Linked DNA regions of Mus musculus: region 1 is linked to region 2. Evidence: chromatin contacts called from public Hi-C data. All regions are on one chromosome and are shown on one strand. Each heading gives the region's core, a stretch centred on a gene start, on an enhancer-like site or on the middle of the called end of the contact. The rest is flanking DNA. Distances are from core to core; before and after follow the strand shown. Region 1 overlaps Trim44 (tripartite motif-containing 44). Region 2 overlaps Ldlrad3 (low density lipoprotein receptor class A domain containing 3).

The links. A called contact is a pair of places that touch in the nucleus more often than the background predicts.
Region 1: a contact with region 2 is called in a Hi-C map of liver, with 2.8 times the contacts expected there. The contact joins two enhancer-like sites. A contact is called at or near these places in 3 of 484 Hi-C or Micro-C datasets (cerebral cortex and liver), 1 of 115 datasets of contacts at active chromatin or transcription factors (embryonic hindbrain) and 1 of 9 other capture datasets (embryonic stem cells).

The regions. Positions count from the first base shown.
Region 1 is chr2:102,380,757-102,384,065 of GRCm38.p6, reverse strand. Trim44 (tripartite motif-containing 44) reads left to right here. Exons shown (of 5, transcript NM_020267.2): 2 at 3,125-3,202. Among named protein-coding and RNA genes, the nearest start is that of Gm52521, 16 kb to the right of the region's middle. Within about 2 kb of position 1,380, at least 24 of the 459 cell types and tissues checked have an H3K27ac peak or open chromatin away from gene starts, as enhancers often do. A contact at or near this core is called in liver, where this site is marked.
Region 2 is chr2:101,964,458-101,967,903 of GRCm38.p6, reverse strand. The region is part of intron 4 of Ldlrad3 (low density lipoprotein receptor class A domain containing 3); the gene reads left to right. Among named protein-coding and RNA genes, the nearest start is that of Gm39888, 26 kb to the left of the region's middle. Within about 2 kb of position 2,058, at least 15 of the 459 cell types and tissues checked have an H3K27ac peak or open chromatin away from gene starts, as enhancers often do. A contact at or near this core is called in liver, where this site is marked.

The DNA.
Region 1 (3,309 bases), core at 131-2,630, 420 kb before region 2:
CAATGTAAAGCCCAATGAATGTTTGAAAATAACTCTTGAATTGGCTGGAAATGTAGAATGTAGGATTTCCTGAAGGAAGGCTCTCAGATGCTGCTCTGTGTGTCCCCTGGGGAGGCCATGCTTTTGATGCTTTGTGGGCAGGAGGAAGGATTCTGGTGGTGAAATGCATTTTTAGGAAAAGACAAAGGGTTTCCTCATCTCTAAACTAGCAAGGTACAGCTGCCTTCAGTCTGTCATCTGCTTAGGGATTCCTTCATTCTTCGTTTTCTGAAGGAAAGACAAGACAAGGCGGCAAGACATGGTTTGGTGCATTCCTTTCTTTTTTCTACAGCCAGGGGTAAAGTCATAATCCATTAGTGTTCTTGCTGAATAGCTTAAAATGGGTGCCAGCAGCTGGAAAGAGAGAGAGAGAGGGAGAGAGGGAGAGAGAGAGAGAGAGATGCTGGGGAAAGCTTTCCAGGGACAAGTGACCTGCTTGTTCAGCCAATGAAAATAGGTTAGAGGAATGATATCACCAGACAGGCTTTTTTTGTCTGATTATCTTATAAAAAGCAGGATTGTATCTGGCAACCTAAGCCTTTTTTAAGTACTAAGGTTTCACCCTCCCTGGTATATGACTTCTAAATTTCTGTTCCCAACTGTCAGTTGCAAGACCATAGAGATTAAAAGCTTAAACGAGTAGAGAAGCTAGTTTAAAAAATAGAAATTACCAAACTTTACAACCATGGCTAGAATGGAAATGTGATCTGAGTTGTGTTCAAAGAGCACATCTAAAGCAAATGCTGGGCATGGTCACATGACCTTAGACCTTCTGCTTGTAGTCTTGGGAGGGGAAGGCAGTTAGTGGGAGAAGAGCCATTAGTGTATTCTAATTTATGGAATGGATCTTCCAAAGGATTTCCTGTTTGGGAGGGATTGAATTGACTTTGTAGCTGATCTTGAGTAAGTGATTTCTGTAATATGTTTATTACATATTACAGAAATAATTGACCTTAATTGACCCTTCTCCCATAAAAAAATAACAATAATTGTCTTTATGCTTGTTTCCTTACTGAACAATAAGTGGTCTTGTCCTATTTCATAGAATTTCTGAGATAAGAAAATAAATTAGTTCTTGTGACTTGAGATTTTGCTACATGCATGTATTACAATAAGAACATTTTTCTTAAGATTTTATATTCAGTTATTCATTTCTTTCAATGGACATTTCACACCTTTGTTTTAAACACTACCTTAATGACCTAAAAATATTTGAAGGCATGCATGCCACCGTGCATGTGTGAAGGTCAGAGAACAAATTTGTGAAATCAGTTCTCTGTTTCCACCTTTGTGTGGGTTCCAGGAACTGAGCTCAGATCACTGGGCTTGCAACCACAGAGTGGCAGCACTTTGTCTGCTGAGCCGTTATTCTAGCCCCGGGAAAGCAACACCTTCTTGAAACAGGGTATAAGAGATACAGACATTAAACAATAGTTCTAGCCTTTAAGGAACTCAAAACATCCCAAATCAGAAAAAACAGTAATTAAATACATATTTCATTCTTTTTATCCAGTGCTAGGTCCTGTTCTAACTATCCTGGTATACATGAATGTAATTATCTCTCAGCAACAGGTACTATTATGGCTAGCTCCATTTTATAGAGAAAGAAGTAGAGGTGCAGGAGGTAAGATGACTTGCCTAATATCACACAGCTGGTGATAGAGTTGGCTTTTGAAGCCATATGGGAAAGGTCTGCCTTCTGTGCTGACCTTTACAGTGCTCACTAGCCACATGTAACATGACACTTCATGTTACAGAAAATGTCTCTAGTCGAGCTTGAATTGGGCTGTATGAATAAGAACTAGATTTCGAAGACCTAGTTGGGGATGGGTAGGAATCATAAGACTCTCTCTCTTTGTCTCTGTCTTTCTCCCTCCTTCCATCTCCTTCTCCCCCTACCTTGAGTGCCGTGTGTGTGTGTGTGTGTGTGTGTGTGTGTGTATGTGTGTGTGAGTGAGGGGGGGAGATAATTTATTAGGCAAGAAAGGATTTCCAAGAGAAGATATGGGCCAGAGCAGAAAAAGGTCAGAGACTTAATAGGTAAGACCTCATATTGAAATTACATGTTGCTGATATTTTAGACATAATAATTTAAGCAAAATTTATTAAAGGTGGTCTTACTTTCTTATTATAGCTACTCTAAAACTTAAGATTACATAGAGGCTTGCCTGGAGGTGGGGGCAGGGGCTCACACTACATTTTTGTTGGATTGTACTCTCAAATTTAAGATTATATAGAGGCTTGCCTCTGTGGGGGCTCACATCACATTTTTGTTCCACTGTACTATAAATGACAGGCAGGTGTCATTTTGGAACACTTACTGTATGCTGTACACTCTGCTAATACTTCTGCAGATATTTCAAATGACCTCATTTTACCCATATCCATTTACTCATAATTACTTTTGTGTATTATCCCTGTTTTGTAGGCAAGAGAGAAGAGTTTGAGAAATTTAATAATTTGTCCTAGATTACTTAACTAATTAGTGACAACTTCAAAGCCATGTGTCTGACTCAAAAATTTGCTTTCTTAACTATAGTAATTTGATTTGAATTTAAACCTGATATGAATACTTCTGTATCAGATACATAAAGTTTCAAAATAAAAATCAGTAGTCCATAAGATAGAAATTCTTTTGCAGGGCCTTGACATAGTTGAGTCTGAGATGAAGCAGTGAAATCATCCTGAGCAAATTGTGTTTATTTAATTTTCACTCCCTCCCTCCCTCGCCTGCCTCTCCCCCACCCCCCACCCCCTCCTGCCCTCCCTCCCTTCCTTCTATAGCCTGGCTGGCTTGGAATTCACTATGTAATCTAGGCTAGTTTTCTCCTGGGTACTGGGATTAAAGGAAAGTGCTACCACATCCAGCCACAAATTGTGTTTAGTTTTCGTTCCAACCATTTGTACTTTGACTCCTTGTCCATGGAGAAGGGGAATGGGGCTGCATGCCTTCCTTAGTTGTTTGGTCCTCTCATCTGATAAGATAGACTTGCTTTCTGTGTCACTGTCCTCTCTGTCCCCTGAAATACTGTGTTTGAGAGATCAATCATATTCTACCTAGTAACTCTGACTTTTTTTCTTCTAGAGCAAAGATTCCGGTGGACTGAAGGCAGCAATGATAGAGTTGGTGGAAAGGTTAAAGTTCAAGAGCTCAGACCCTAAAGTAAGTATTGTTTTGGAATTAACCAGGTATTGGTACCTTAAGCATTTGCTCTCCTTGGTCTGAGTCCAGGGAATGTTAATGATCATCTATTTAGATCAGTTAATCCT
Region 2 (3,446 bases), core at 809-3,308:
CATCTTTTGACTCCCTGACTGTGCTTAGTAAATGGTTAATAAGTAAAGAAGTGGGCTCTGTGCTGGCTGGCGTGCCACACAGTTCATTTTCCTATCACCTTGATCCTTGTGGGTCCCTCTTCCTGCAAAGGCCAGCTTGGGCCCTCACTCAGCAACAAAAAGGCTTTGATTTCTCACTTGCTTGTTTTATGCAGCCTGTTAATGTTTAAAATGTGTGCCCGAACTCCAGCCTGTCTTGGTCAGCTGGAGGGCTTTCAGCAGGGATACATGGGCTCTAACGTGGCCCCAGGGAAACTCCATTCTTATTTCCCCCTCTAAGAATCAAGCAGGTAATACGGAATCCCTCATAGCCCCAGACCCTGTAGTTATTCATCTATTATGAAAGAGTCAGCTCCTGTGACCCGCTGCCCAGGAGGCCCCTGGTGTTGAAATGAATCCTGAAGAGCCCTGTCATTAAAATGCCCCACCGCTCCGCCAAGCCTTTTTGTCAAGAGGCACAAACATGAGACATCCAAGGAGAAGACAGGGTTGCTCAGGCAGGCAATACTGCACGGCCTCCCAGGGAGATCATGGAGGCAGAGAGCAGACGGATGTATTAATCATTCAAGGGCCTCAGAGCTGATATTGAGACCAAGTTTGCTATTTCCTGTAGGAACATTTTAGTAGCTTGCTTCTAAGACAACAAAAGAAACAAGCCAGCCAGACATTGTGGTGCATATCTATAATCCCGGTGCGCAGGAGGCAAAGACAAGGGGATTAGGAGTGTAAAGCCAGCCTGGGCTACATAGATGCACTCTGTCTCAAACAGGGTAAGGGAGCAAAAGCCAGTGGAAATGAGTTGCATTTGAATTCTCCTTGATTTCTTGATGTCTCTCTCTCTCTCTCTCTCTCTCTCTCTCTCTCTCTCTCTCTTTTACACTAGTAGTTATATCTTCTGGCCATAATTGTTAATATTCTGCATGGCTAGACTAATTTTTCAGAATTAGTTCATATGTGGGACAACCATATTCTGAGTTTTGTGAGTCTAAAAAGTCATCATCATGACTATCCTACTTGGACAGTGGAGCAGAAAAAGCAACCAGAGGCAACTCTCAAGTGAATGGGTATGATGGTGTATCAATAAAGCTTTATTTATAAAAACAAAATAACAAAAACAAGCATGAGGTCAGCCTTTGGCCATCCCTGGCTAGAGCACAGATGCTGGAAGAGATTCGGGTTGTAGAAGACTAGAGGGTAAGATTTTAGAGACCCCACTCCTGATCGGTGTTTGGAACATGGGTTGCTTCTCCTAGGCCATAGAACAAGGAGTGAGCTGGGAGCTTAATTGCTTCTGGAAAAGAACTTTATAGATAAGGAGAGAAAAATGTGGAACAATAGAGAAGGACAAGACAGGAAGTTGAGGGAATGGCTAAGGGGTTTATATGGTGCCAGTCTAACACCAGAGCCTCTGTCTCCAGGAACTGGCTGGAGGCGCCCTTTGAGGAGCCGTGTTGGGACCGGAGGGGATTTGTTCTCTCGTCACCTACTAATGAGATTTTATTTGCATTGACTTAACTAGACAGATTTTTCTCTCCCCAGTTTATTGGGTGAACCTTTTCCCTGCAGTATTATCTGTGGGTGATTATGCCATACTCCCAGCTGATCAAAGTACCCTGCTCTCAAATCCTGCTGGAGTTAGCATATTCTGCCCTGGCCGCTGTCACAGAAGGCTCAATAAACCATTGCATTGTAACTCAGCAAGCCTTATTACTGGACCAGAAACCAACTGACCATTGAGTTTAAAGAATGTCTGCTAAGCATTTAATTTTACAGCCTCCACCAAACACTCCAGGTAAATAGATACAGTAAGCAATAGAAATAGTAATTCTGCACAGCCCTTACTCAGCGAATTCTGGGAGGCACCGATATTCATTTAAGTTCCTTGCAGGAGCAGCTGAGATTGTCCTGAGAGGAATCCCAGGATTGCTAAAGCTCTTCCTTTCGCAGAAGAGGGGACTCCACCCCCTGCAAGCTTTGACTCTAGTGGGTCAGTTCATTTCAAGTCTACACGCCTGTGCTGTCTTCCCTGGTGTTTGTTCTTGCTTTGTTTGCTTAACACCATTCTGTGCTCTGCAGTGGGAGTGGTGGGAAGGGACTCTGGCTCTCCATGCCCATAGCACTCGTCCCTTGATGTTTTTTTAAGTGATAACATAATTGAGCAGAGTTCTGAAAAGGCCACCCAGGCCCTAGCTCCCAATTACCCTCATCATGAAGTCTTGGAAGCAATCTGAATTCCCATTAAAAAAAAGAAAAGTCCGCTTCCACCTTAAATAGCCAATTAAACGCTTTCCCCTCCAGCCAGTTCTGAAACTGCCCTGGGCCCCGCTTCTTGACTGAGAGGCCATTAGCCAGCTACTTCCCTAGGTTGTCTCTAGGTTATTCCTCCTCACAGATGACTAGATCCAAGGTCTCAGAGTCTTAGCAGGATACCTCAAACTTTCACTATGCTCAGGAGCTGACCTTGGGGTGAACAGGTTAGAAACTGATGGGAAAAAGAGCTTTGTCTGAGGTGATGGCTTAGTTGGTAAAGTGAATCTGGCCTCCAGAACCCATAACTAAAAGAAGCTAGAGGCAGCCAGTTCTACCAATCTCATGACTCCAGGGCCAGCTGTCGCTCCCACCTCGGCCGGCAAGGAAGACACAACACGGTCGGATTCTTCTCAACAGCCTTTATTGCAGGAACACCTCGATGCTGCTACGGGAACTCCAGGCACCCAGGGAGGTCTGCTTATATGCACCCCAGCACAGGGAAAGGCTTTGTGTCCTCCTGGGATAGGTTGAACTGCTGTCACCTAATTAGCATGTACCGGCTCGGGAGGGGTTGGCGCCAGACTCCCCTTAGACCTGCGCTGATGTTGTTTATGACAACGGCACACCTGGTGCCCGGCGCCATCTTAGAGTTGGCTTCCTACAGCCAGCTCTCGTGACCCAGGGCCAGCTCTGGCACACTCTCAGCCCCAGGCCAGCTCTACCCTGCTGCCCAGGTGAGGCGCAGGAACTGCTCTCCCAAGTGCTGCAGCAGGTGAGGGGCAGGGCCAGCTCTCCTGGCTGCCATTGGCAAGGGGCAAGAGGAGAGAAACCTTTCTCCCTCGCCCATGTCACTGGCCACACCTCTCACCATCTGCAATACTCAGAATAGTGGGCCCTGCACATCACCTGGGCAGCAGGCTAGAGCTGGTCCTTGTAACAGGGTTTGCTGGTGATCTGGCCACAGCGGCATGGGAGCAGGAGAGCAGACAAGGTGACCAGCTCAAATGCCTCTGAGGCCAGATATTAGGGTGGGACTTTGATATCCACCCCAATATCTTCCCCATTGATGAACTGCTGGAGTGCATGAAGGGGCTGGTCCTACAGATCCAAAACTACAGGATCTCCATGACACAGGGCAACAACAGGATATCCAAGAG